2 separate regions of the Mus musculus genome follow, and region 2 is linked to region 1. A link is a contact called in public Hi-C data. All regions are on one chromosome and are shown on one strand. Each heading gives the region's core, a stretch centred on a gene start, on an enhancer-like site or on the middle of the called end of the contact. The rest is flanking DNA. Distances are from core to core; before and after follow the strand shown.

Evidence for each region. Hi-C and Micro-C count contacts between places; a contact is called where the count stands out from the background.
Region 2: a Hi-C map of uterus shows a contact between it and region 1, with 2.5 times the contacts expected there. The contact joins the promoter of Gas2l3 here to the promoter of Chpt1 in region 1. A contact is called at or near these places in 1 of 39 promoter capture datasets (pre-B cells) and 2 of 484 Hi-C or Micro-C datasets (CD4 T cells and uterus).

The regions. Positions count from the first base shown.
Region 1 is chr10:88,500,948-88,505,458 of GRCm38.p6, forward strand. Chpt1 (choline phosphotransferase 1) reads right to left here and starts at 3,023. Exons shown (of 8, transcript NM_144807.3): 1 at 2,638-3,023. The coding sequence starts at 2,910.
Region 2 is chr10:89,442,123-89,446,490 of GRCm38.p6, forward strand. Gas2l3 (growth arrest-specific 2 like 3) reads right to left here and starts at 1,845. Exons shown (of 11, transcript NM_001033331.2): 1 at 1,733-1,845.

The DNA.
Region 1 (4,511 bases), core at 1,773-4,272:
TGGCTGTTAGTTACTGCCCTCTCGGGACTGGGGGAGCCCAGAATAGTGACTGGTTGATTTGACTTAGAAGACAAAAAAATTCATGGGGTAGAAGTGTTAGGGGAAACAGAGCTACAACTGGACACTGAAGGACAAGTAGGTAACTGGATGCGTGAAGGAGGAAAGTATGAGAGGAAAGGTCCCTGCCAGAGCACACTGTTCACCTGGAGTACAGGGAAGATCCCTAAACAGAGAGGATGCTCTTCGAAGAGCTTTGGAGCACCGTTATAGACACTTAATATAATATCCACTTAATATAAACCGCAGCCTCTCGGATCCACTTCCCTTCGCTCTCAATCACGTTCTAGAAATGAGCGTTACTGAGTTCCAGGTCAGCCTCATCAACTACGTGTGCCCTACTCAAAATGAAAAATAAAATTTAAAAACTGGGGGAACTAATCTAAGCTCCGAGGCAGAACTTGCTTGGCTATCACGTCAACGGCCCTGGGGTTCAGTCTCCAGGGCAGCCTGCGTATATACAGTGTGTGAAAAGGCACTCTTGAGTCCTCACGTCCAAGAATCAAAAACTTCCAAGCTAGGTCAAAGTCACTTCACCTCGGAGGACTTCAGTCTCCTCTTATGAAAATATGCAGCTGTTACTTCAGGCTGGCGAGAAGGAATTCCAAGACTGCAGGAAGGCCACCCAAGGAAGGGAAAACTCACCGACCTCCTCAGGTTGATAAGGGTAAAACCCACAACAAATGTGAACGCCCTTCACATACATACTTGCATCATATCAAACGCCAGTGTTTTCAGACATGCCACAAATCCAACAAAAAGAATGTATCCTTCACAGTTGGATCAACTTGGATCTGAATTTTATCGACCCATGTCACTTATTAAAGCAAAATAGCCAGAAACTAGTCTTAGAACACGTTCGTAGCTACATCTTATGTGGATCCTACAATGTTGTTCCTCTTCTTACTCAGGCTACTTAGAGGCAAATACAGGATCCAGTGACATGCACTTTACAAACTCGCATAGTTATCTTCCATCTACCCCTTAGCCCTTTTACCTGGGCCGCTCTGGCTTAAGTGATCTCTCAGGGCCTATCACATCCTCTTTGAAAAATGAGTCTAATCCTATAAGATAATCACAAATTTATCTCATCCACAAGTCCCCTTCCACCCTAGGGCCTTAGGCCTTGTTTATCCGTTCGTTCTCCTAAGTGCTCCGTCCACAAATGAATGGTGAATGACATCCATGCTGACAGCTTAATTGGCTAATGCCAGAAACACCCAGACTGTTAGCCAAATCTAAGCCCAAATCAAAGCTAAATTTTACTATGCTTGCGTCACAACACTGTTTACCAACTGTGTATTTTTAATAGGTTGAGAGAGTTTTACTTTGTTGAGTAAAGGGCAGGGCCCTACAATTATCTGCATGTATCCTTCAGTCCTCACAGCTGCCCTGTAAAATTGGCCTGGCAGGCATTATTTCTATTTTCAAAACAGATCGGTTAGGTCTGCCATGGTGGCGGATGATGGGGAGTCAAATCCTTCACTTGCAGGCCTGCCATGCTTCCATCCTGATACAGTGAGCTTCAGGGGGTTCGGGAACCAGTGAAACCCCAAACAGCTTAGTGTTTTAAATCACATGAAAACAAGTGACAGTGGAGGTACACGTGACAAACACAGTTGTTGGCAGGCAAGATGTTTTAAAGGGCAGGCTCCACTAAGCCCTTAAAAAGAAGTGTTTGCATGGATGCAGAACATGAGCTATTTCTATTGTATTCCTGGTATCCAACCTCGACTCTCGAGTTTGTGCACGATCTATATTTACACGTAATTACAGAGGGAGCGTAAAGAAAGTAATGCCATGGAATCTGCAATGTTATCCTATATAGTGTTTCAAGACACTCTCCCTTGTTTTTATGCTCTCTATACTCAGCCCAATGAACCACTTCTGACCACCACTGTCTAAAGCCCATGTTAATATTCTTACTTTAGACTTAGGTTGGATATAATTACAACTAATAAAATATGTTGGTATTTATAATCTCAAAGTCTAGATAATTGTAAAGACTGTCACCTACATCCTGTTTGTTTTTCATGAAAAAGCCAAGGAAGCAACGAGGAAGTTTCTTATCTTATCCAGAAATAACTTATCTTCGATCAGTGCTACCAGTAATTTCAGGATCGCTAGGCACCACCTTTGAGAAACAGAATTATAAAGTGCTAAAGGGCACTTGGCCTTACCTAACCCATCCACAAGTCCTGCTAGCATGGAGATGTAGGTATTTAATCTCCAGTGTGCGAAATATGGGCTGGTGGTCCCATGGCCCCAGGGATGAGATTGGCAGACAGGGCTGGGGCAGTAAGTGACCTTGACAGCGCCCCTGCCCCCCAGAGAAGCTCAGAATGGTCACAGGATTGGGGTAGTGGTGCGACAGTCTCTAGGAGCCCCGGGGAGGCTGAAAATGAATACTGCCAGGGGACAGCAATCTGGTCGCGTCCGCACCTCCCTCCTAGAGGGAGACCTAGAGGATGCTCCGCTACGCAGGGTCTCCCCGCTCCACTGACGCCTATAGTGGAGCCGTCTCCGAAGGAGGCCCAAGGGGGGCTCCAGGGAACAGTACCATCGGGCGGCCAGCCCTACCTCCTCCGTGACTGTAGGGCAGTAGAAGATGAGCACTAGTGTGGTGACCAGGTTGATGGCGAGGCCGATGAGGGTGATGGTGTTGGGGGCCATCCAGAGCGGGATCCATTGGAGCAGCCAGGTCCAGTAAAGCTGCAGCGGCGGCTCGAACAGCGACTCTCCCACCGCGGTGTAGCGGTGCTCCTCCAGCCGCCGCAGCTGCGCGGCACTGAGCGGCTCACCTAGCGCCTTTACCCAGCGCGGCGCCGGCCTGGCCCCGGCGCCCGCCGCCATGGCTGCCTGCGGGGCCCGCCGCGACCCGGCGCAGCCCGCGGCCCGCGCGGGGGGCGGAGAGAGCCGAGCGAGGGCACAGCGCCCGGGCCAGCTCCGCCGGTGGGACTCACTTAGCAGCGGGCCGCGGGGGCGGGGCCGGGCCTCGGGGGCGGGGCAAGGCCGGGCCACGGGGGGGTGGGGCCTCAGCGAGCTCGCGGGCGGTGGCGAGGCTGGGGGCGGGACCGGGGCGGGGCCTCAGTGAGCTTGGCTCTGGACGCCCCGGGAGGGGTCAAGCAGCCTGCGCTTTCAGACTCAGGTCGAGGGCAGCTCTGGCCCTGCCGCTGTGACTTTTCTATTGGGGCTCAAGGGTTCGCCCTCCTCTCCAGCCTTTGCTCAGGTTTCCGTGACGACGCTTGGCTAGCCTGGATCCTGGTTGAGCTGGTTTTTTTCTACTGAGTGGTAGGAACAACTCTGACTTGTGTGTCTATGCCCCGGCCTCTTATTAGTCAAGAAAATGTCGCCTACTGAAACCTGGAGTGGTCACCATGTATGTACTGATCAGAAAGTACTCAAGCACCATGGGAATATACAAAGGCCCCTCCGCATATTAACTTAGTTACCCCTCACTGCGGGATCAGACGGCAAGGTTTTAAAACAAACAAACAAAACCCCCAGATCTTAGAAATATTGTCGTCAAAGGGAAACTGAATGTTTGAAACTCAAATGCCTGTTTTTTCAGACCACTTGACACTCCTTCCTTGGAGCAGAGAAAATTCTTAGCCAGTTTCACAGTTTCTTCAGTGGAGAAGGCCGATTGCCACATAATGGAAGGTCACCAGCTCCTTACTTCACAATGCACCCATTTGGACTGGGGGCTGTCATAAGCATGTTCTATTGCCTAACCAGACATAGGCTGCCCACTTGATCTAGACGTAGTGGGTCTGATCTGTATGCACCTTTCTAACACATCAGACAAGCTGGAAACTACTTTCTGCTTTCTTGGATTAAGCAACAGAGGTCATGGGATACACTCTTCCTCACCTATTTTGAGGAACGGTTAGCAACTTTTGGCTCAAAAGACAGGCCTTCCATCTCATTCTCACAGCACACTACAGAAGTATGCGTCTTACATTTTTTAATTACTGGGAAAAAAAACAAAGAATAAAGTTTATGATGTTAGAATTGATATAATTTAAATCTCAGTTCTGTGACTATAGCTGTGTTTCTTCCCACAGAGGTGAGGAGTTGTATAGCACAAGATGACTTACAAAGTCTTGAATATTCATTACCTGGCCTCTTACCAAAAATAAAATAAAATAAAATAAAATAAAATAAAATAAAATAAAATAAAATAGCTGGGTGATGGTACTGCAGGCCTTTATCCCAGCACTTTCCAGTCAGAGGCGGGGGGGGGGGGGGGGGGCAGGGGATTGGTAACACTTACATTATAGATTCCTAGTACTTTATCTTGCTCCTGGACTTTGAACTAAGCACCTTGCTGGGCCCTGCTAAGCTTTATCTTCAGTCCTTTGTTTGCTTTGATTTTGAGACAGAATCCTGCTACGCAGCCTAGACTGTCCTTGAACTAATTGCCTCTGCCTCCTAAGTAGCTCTGATTACAA
Region 2 (4,368 bases), core at 595-3,094, 940 kb after region 1:
ACTCCCAAGATACTATCAGCGAAAAGATCACATTACCTTTTATATCTGTGCTATACTTTATTACAGTCAGGTTCTGTGACAGTTTATGATTCATAGATAAAATACTTAGTAATGTTCTGTTAACCAAAACATCTGGTGCATCACAGTGCAATTCAATGAGAAAACTCACTGGGTTCTTAGAGGAAGAAGAATAACTAATCCCAGCACTTGGCAGGCGGAGTTCTGAGTTCGAGGCCAGCCTGGTCTACCGAGTGAGTTCCAGGATAGCCAGGGCTACACAGAGAAACCCTGTCTCGGAACAAAAAAAAAAAAAAAAAAAAAGGAAAAGAAGAGGAGGAGGAGGAGAAAGAGGACTTATTATTATTATCCAAGAAATGTAATTAGGTTACTGCAAAAATTATTTCTGAGGCAGTTCTCTCTGATGATGAGGTTCTAATTCAACGCAAACTCGAGACAAATCAGATTAGCTTCCCATTCTCTCAATACATCCTTATTAGGTGTGTAAAAGGTGTACCTGATCCAAACATGAACAACTACTGAAAGACAGTAAAACATGTTGTACACTTTACTTTCTCAACAGGAAGGTGAAAAACATGCCTGAGGTAAGGAACTCTGCCCAGCGTCTCCAATGTCATGGCAGCAGACAGCTAGAAAGCAGTGTCAGCTGACCATAGTAAGTTTTAAAAACTGATGAGTCAGATGCAGCACCACGTCAGAATCTACACCAGAATATTCTTACTAGTTTCCTCCTGAAGGGAATTAAAGGTGTGGGGAAATCCCAATTTTCAATCATTCTGTGTAAGCTCAAGAGAAGTGAGCCCACAGCCATTCAGAACTACTTATCTAAGGGTAGTCATTAACGACCTCACATGGGCTAAGCAAAACCCAAACTCTGACCTAGACTGGACCCGCAGAAAAACACGTTCCTTCGTTTTAAAGAAAGACTACAGAGCACTCTAATGTGATCGACTCGGCCCCTAGGTTTAAAGGAGACAGGATGGAACGAGGTTGGGGTGGGGTGGGGGTGGGGGATATGCATGGGGATGCAAGCTCTTCAAATGGTTCCTCCGCCTCCCAGGGCATTCTGCAAGCCTCCCCCAATTCAGTTCTCCAAACCCAGGGGTGTGGGTGGGAGAGCGTTGTGCAAGGGCTCCACTAATGTTCCCTAATTCCGTTAAGTCTGGGAGATCTGAGCCCTGCAGAAGCGAAATAAGGAAGAGTCTGTAGTGCCTATCACGGGGCAAAACAGCAGCGTGATCATGAGTAGGAGTCTGTCCTGGGCCAATGATTATATCCCTTCCTTTCTGAGGATGATGATGAAGAAGAATCAAGTGACCTTTCTGGCTGGGCGCTGGGCAGCAGGGTGACCGGCTACCATGCACTAGTTTGTGTCTCAGAGCAGGACAGGTCGCGGCTCTACCTCGCGCCCCTCCCGCTCCCGAGCTCACACTTATAGCCCCTCTTACCCACCAGAGCGGGCAGGTGTCGGAAGGTGAGCTGAACGTCACCGTGACAGCCCCAAGAGCCAATCATAGCAGGCGGCTCCCTCAGTCAGCCAATCGCAGAGTTCTAGGGAATCCTGCAGCTCTGTAGCCCACCTGAACTCCACCGGGACGCTATAGACTGGGGAGGTGGGGGTGGGGAGTCCGTGCTGAGGCGCAGCAAAGATGCCGCAGGACAGGCAACGGAAAGTTAGGGAGGAAAAGAGAAATCCAAGAGGGAAGTCACTCACCAGCCCGGGAGCGAGATCACTTCTCCGGGCGACTCGGGCTCAATCTGTGCGTGCCAGCAAGCCTGCAACCAACCGCCGCCGCCGCCGCAGTTCGTCGCCCAGCGCGGCCGCCTGTTTCGAAGGAGCCAATCAGAACCGGAGGCGTGGTCTGGGCGCCACGCCTCCGGAGACTTTCTACCGCACGAAGAATTCGTAGCGACCTTTTCCAGTCCAGTCTCTATCAGTGGCAGTGACAACCCCTCCTATTTGTCCCGTCGTTCAGGAGAGTGTGTGAAGCCCGCCTCTCAAGGCTGCTTCAGAGCGCCCTGGAATGTTGCTCTTCCCAGGACTTTGAGCTCCTTCCAACCCTAAAATCTGCTTACATCCATCCGGAGGGGCACTGAGGTTTCCAGAAACACAAACCAACCCAGCAGGGACCCGTCCAAAGCAGAAGTCTTTCAGACAGAGCCCACCCCAGGCCCCTCACTGTGAAAGAGAGAGAAAAACCCTGCAGTCACCCCTGGAAGCCAAAAGAGGATGTTGGCTCTTCCTTCAGGAAACGTGGGGGAAAGGGGAGTTGGATGTCAAAGTAACAATGTAGCCATGTGATTGTTACACTGTAGTGATAGATGTGAGTTAACTTCAAAAGTGGCTTTTTGATGTGGGCTGATCTTACTGGCTAAAAGCCTGGAGGTTCTGTGTTCTGGCCCAAGTTCTTAGATTCCTGCGGCTTCTGTTCCTTTTAAGTCTTGACACCTCGAATGTGCAGGCTTCTCCATCTCTAAATTGTGGGCATTGAACTGAAACCTGGTCTCTCACAAAAACAATACAGCTTTCATAGGGAACAAAACAATCTCAGTTTTCAAAGGGCTGAGGGGCATGGAATGGGGAGTCTGTGAAACAGGGTGATGGTCAGAGGTTTGGAAATGACTAGATATTGAAGGAACAACAGGAATCTGCCAGAGGAAGTCATTGCTATGAACGATTGATTCCTAGGCAGGAGTAACAGCAAATGCAGGACCCGGGAGGCACATGGAACGTTCTGGAAGGAATCGTTTTGCATAACCTAAGTTTGGACCTGGAGAGACAGAGCAGTCTGAAAGTATGTGTGTATGAAGGTAGGCCTGATAGATACTGAGGGATGTAGATGCAGTCCTGGTGCAGGCCTGTGAGATAATTACAAGGATATAAAGAACAAGGAAATTCATTTGTGGGGTTTTCATTTTAGGGAGGGGGGGGTGTGTTCACTTTCAAAGATTTTTGAAGAAAGGAACAGAATAGTTTGTCATTAAAACAAACAAACAAACAAAAAGCAACCTAAAATGACAACTCCCTAAAGTAGCTCAGAAGGCGGGTATGAAGGAAGTATCTGGAAGAACTAAGAGGGTGATTTATCTGGCCTTGGTTATTATGTGGTGGCACTAGTCTTAGGAATACAGGAAAAACAAGCTGTGGTAGAGGACCAGTGTTCATTTTCGCTGGGTGTATTAAGTTTGAAGTTCAAGATAATCGTAGAGCTAAAGATGTCCCGATAACAGCTGAGCTGGCTGGAGCTACTTCAATCCATCTAAGCAGAAGATAAGGATTAGAGATGCTCTGCGGCAGGCCCTATCCTAAGCACCAGGGATCCTGCTCTCCCGGGATTCCAAGTGGAGAAGGCCATCATTAAAAATTGATCAATGGACTTGATGATATCAGCCTGTAGTTGTTCCTGGTTTTTTGTTTCCTAATTGCAGTCCATCTGAGATCTCTTTGCCGACTGCAACAGCAGCAGAAATTCACAGAGTCTGTTAAAATCGCCCTGTGTTTCCCAATATTTCTTATTTAAAACCATGGGGCTATTTATATGCCTCCTCATTTAGCCAGATTTTGATGCTTTAAATTAGATATCAAAATATGTGCACTTCCCTGTAAAACTTTAAGAACAACTGTGTCTAAGTCCCTAGCACCACAAAAATTTTGATTAGTAATAAGTTGTGCTATATAACTCTTATTTGATGAGTCACTGCTTAGCAATGGTCCTTATGATTTTTTCTTACGTGTATGCCTTGTGCCTAAATATTTGAACACCATTTATTTAAAACGGAAACTGTGCTCATGGAAATGTAGTCTCCCTCCACACACAGCTCTTAACATTTTTAAGTCACTTACTGAAACCTTGCAGCATCTACTTTAAGGCCTGCTTTGTTCTCACTCCTCTGTCTATTTGGTGACATAGAACAGTGCTGTTGGGAATGTTCCAGAAGCTGGAAATCTGTGTAGTCCTCTCAGCCTGTATCCCTCCGTGCAATTTAGATGATGAACCCCCTCTAGGTCCTTCGATTTAACCTGCTTCTCTCTCACTTCCCTTAAAGTTTGCCTTCGCTTGTTTCATTCACAACTTCGCGTTTAGATTTGTTCTTAATTATTACCCCATCCCCTAAGCACACTGGCCAGCTCACCTACCTTGATCTTAGCACTGCAATTAGTAATTGAGGGTTCCATCGAATAAGCTATAATCTACTTTCATGTGTAGGCTTTCTAATTGGTGGTTAGGTTAATAGCCATGTTTCAGAGGTTGTTTCTTTAATTGAAATTGGCATAGTTGTAATGTGGGGGGTACAGAGGGGCCACCAGTTCCCTTCCATCAGATGACACTGTATTCATTCTGACTTCCC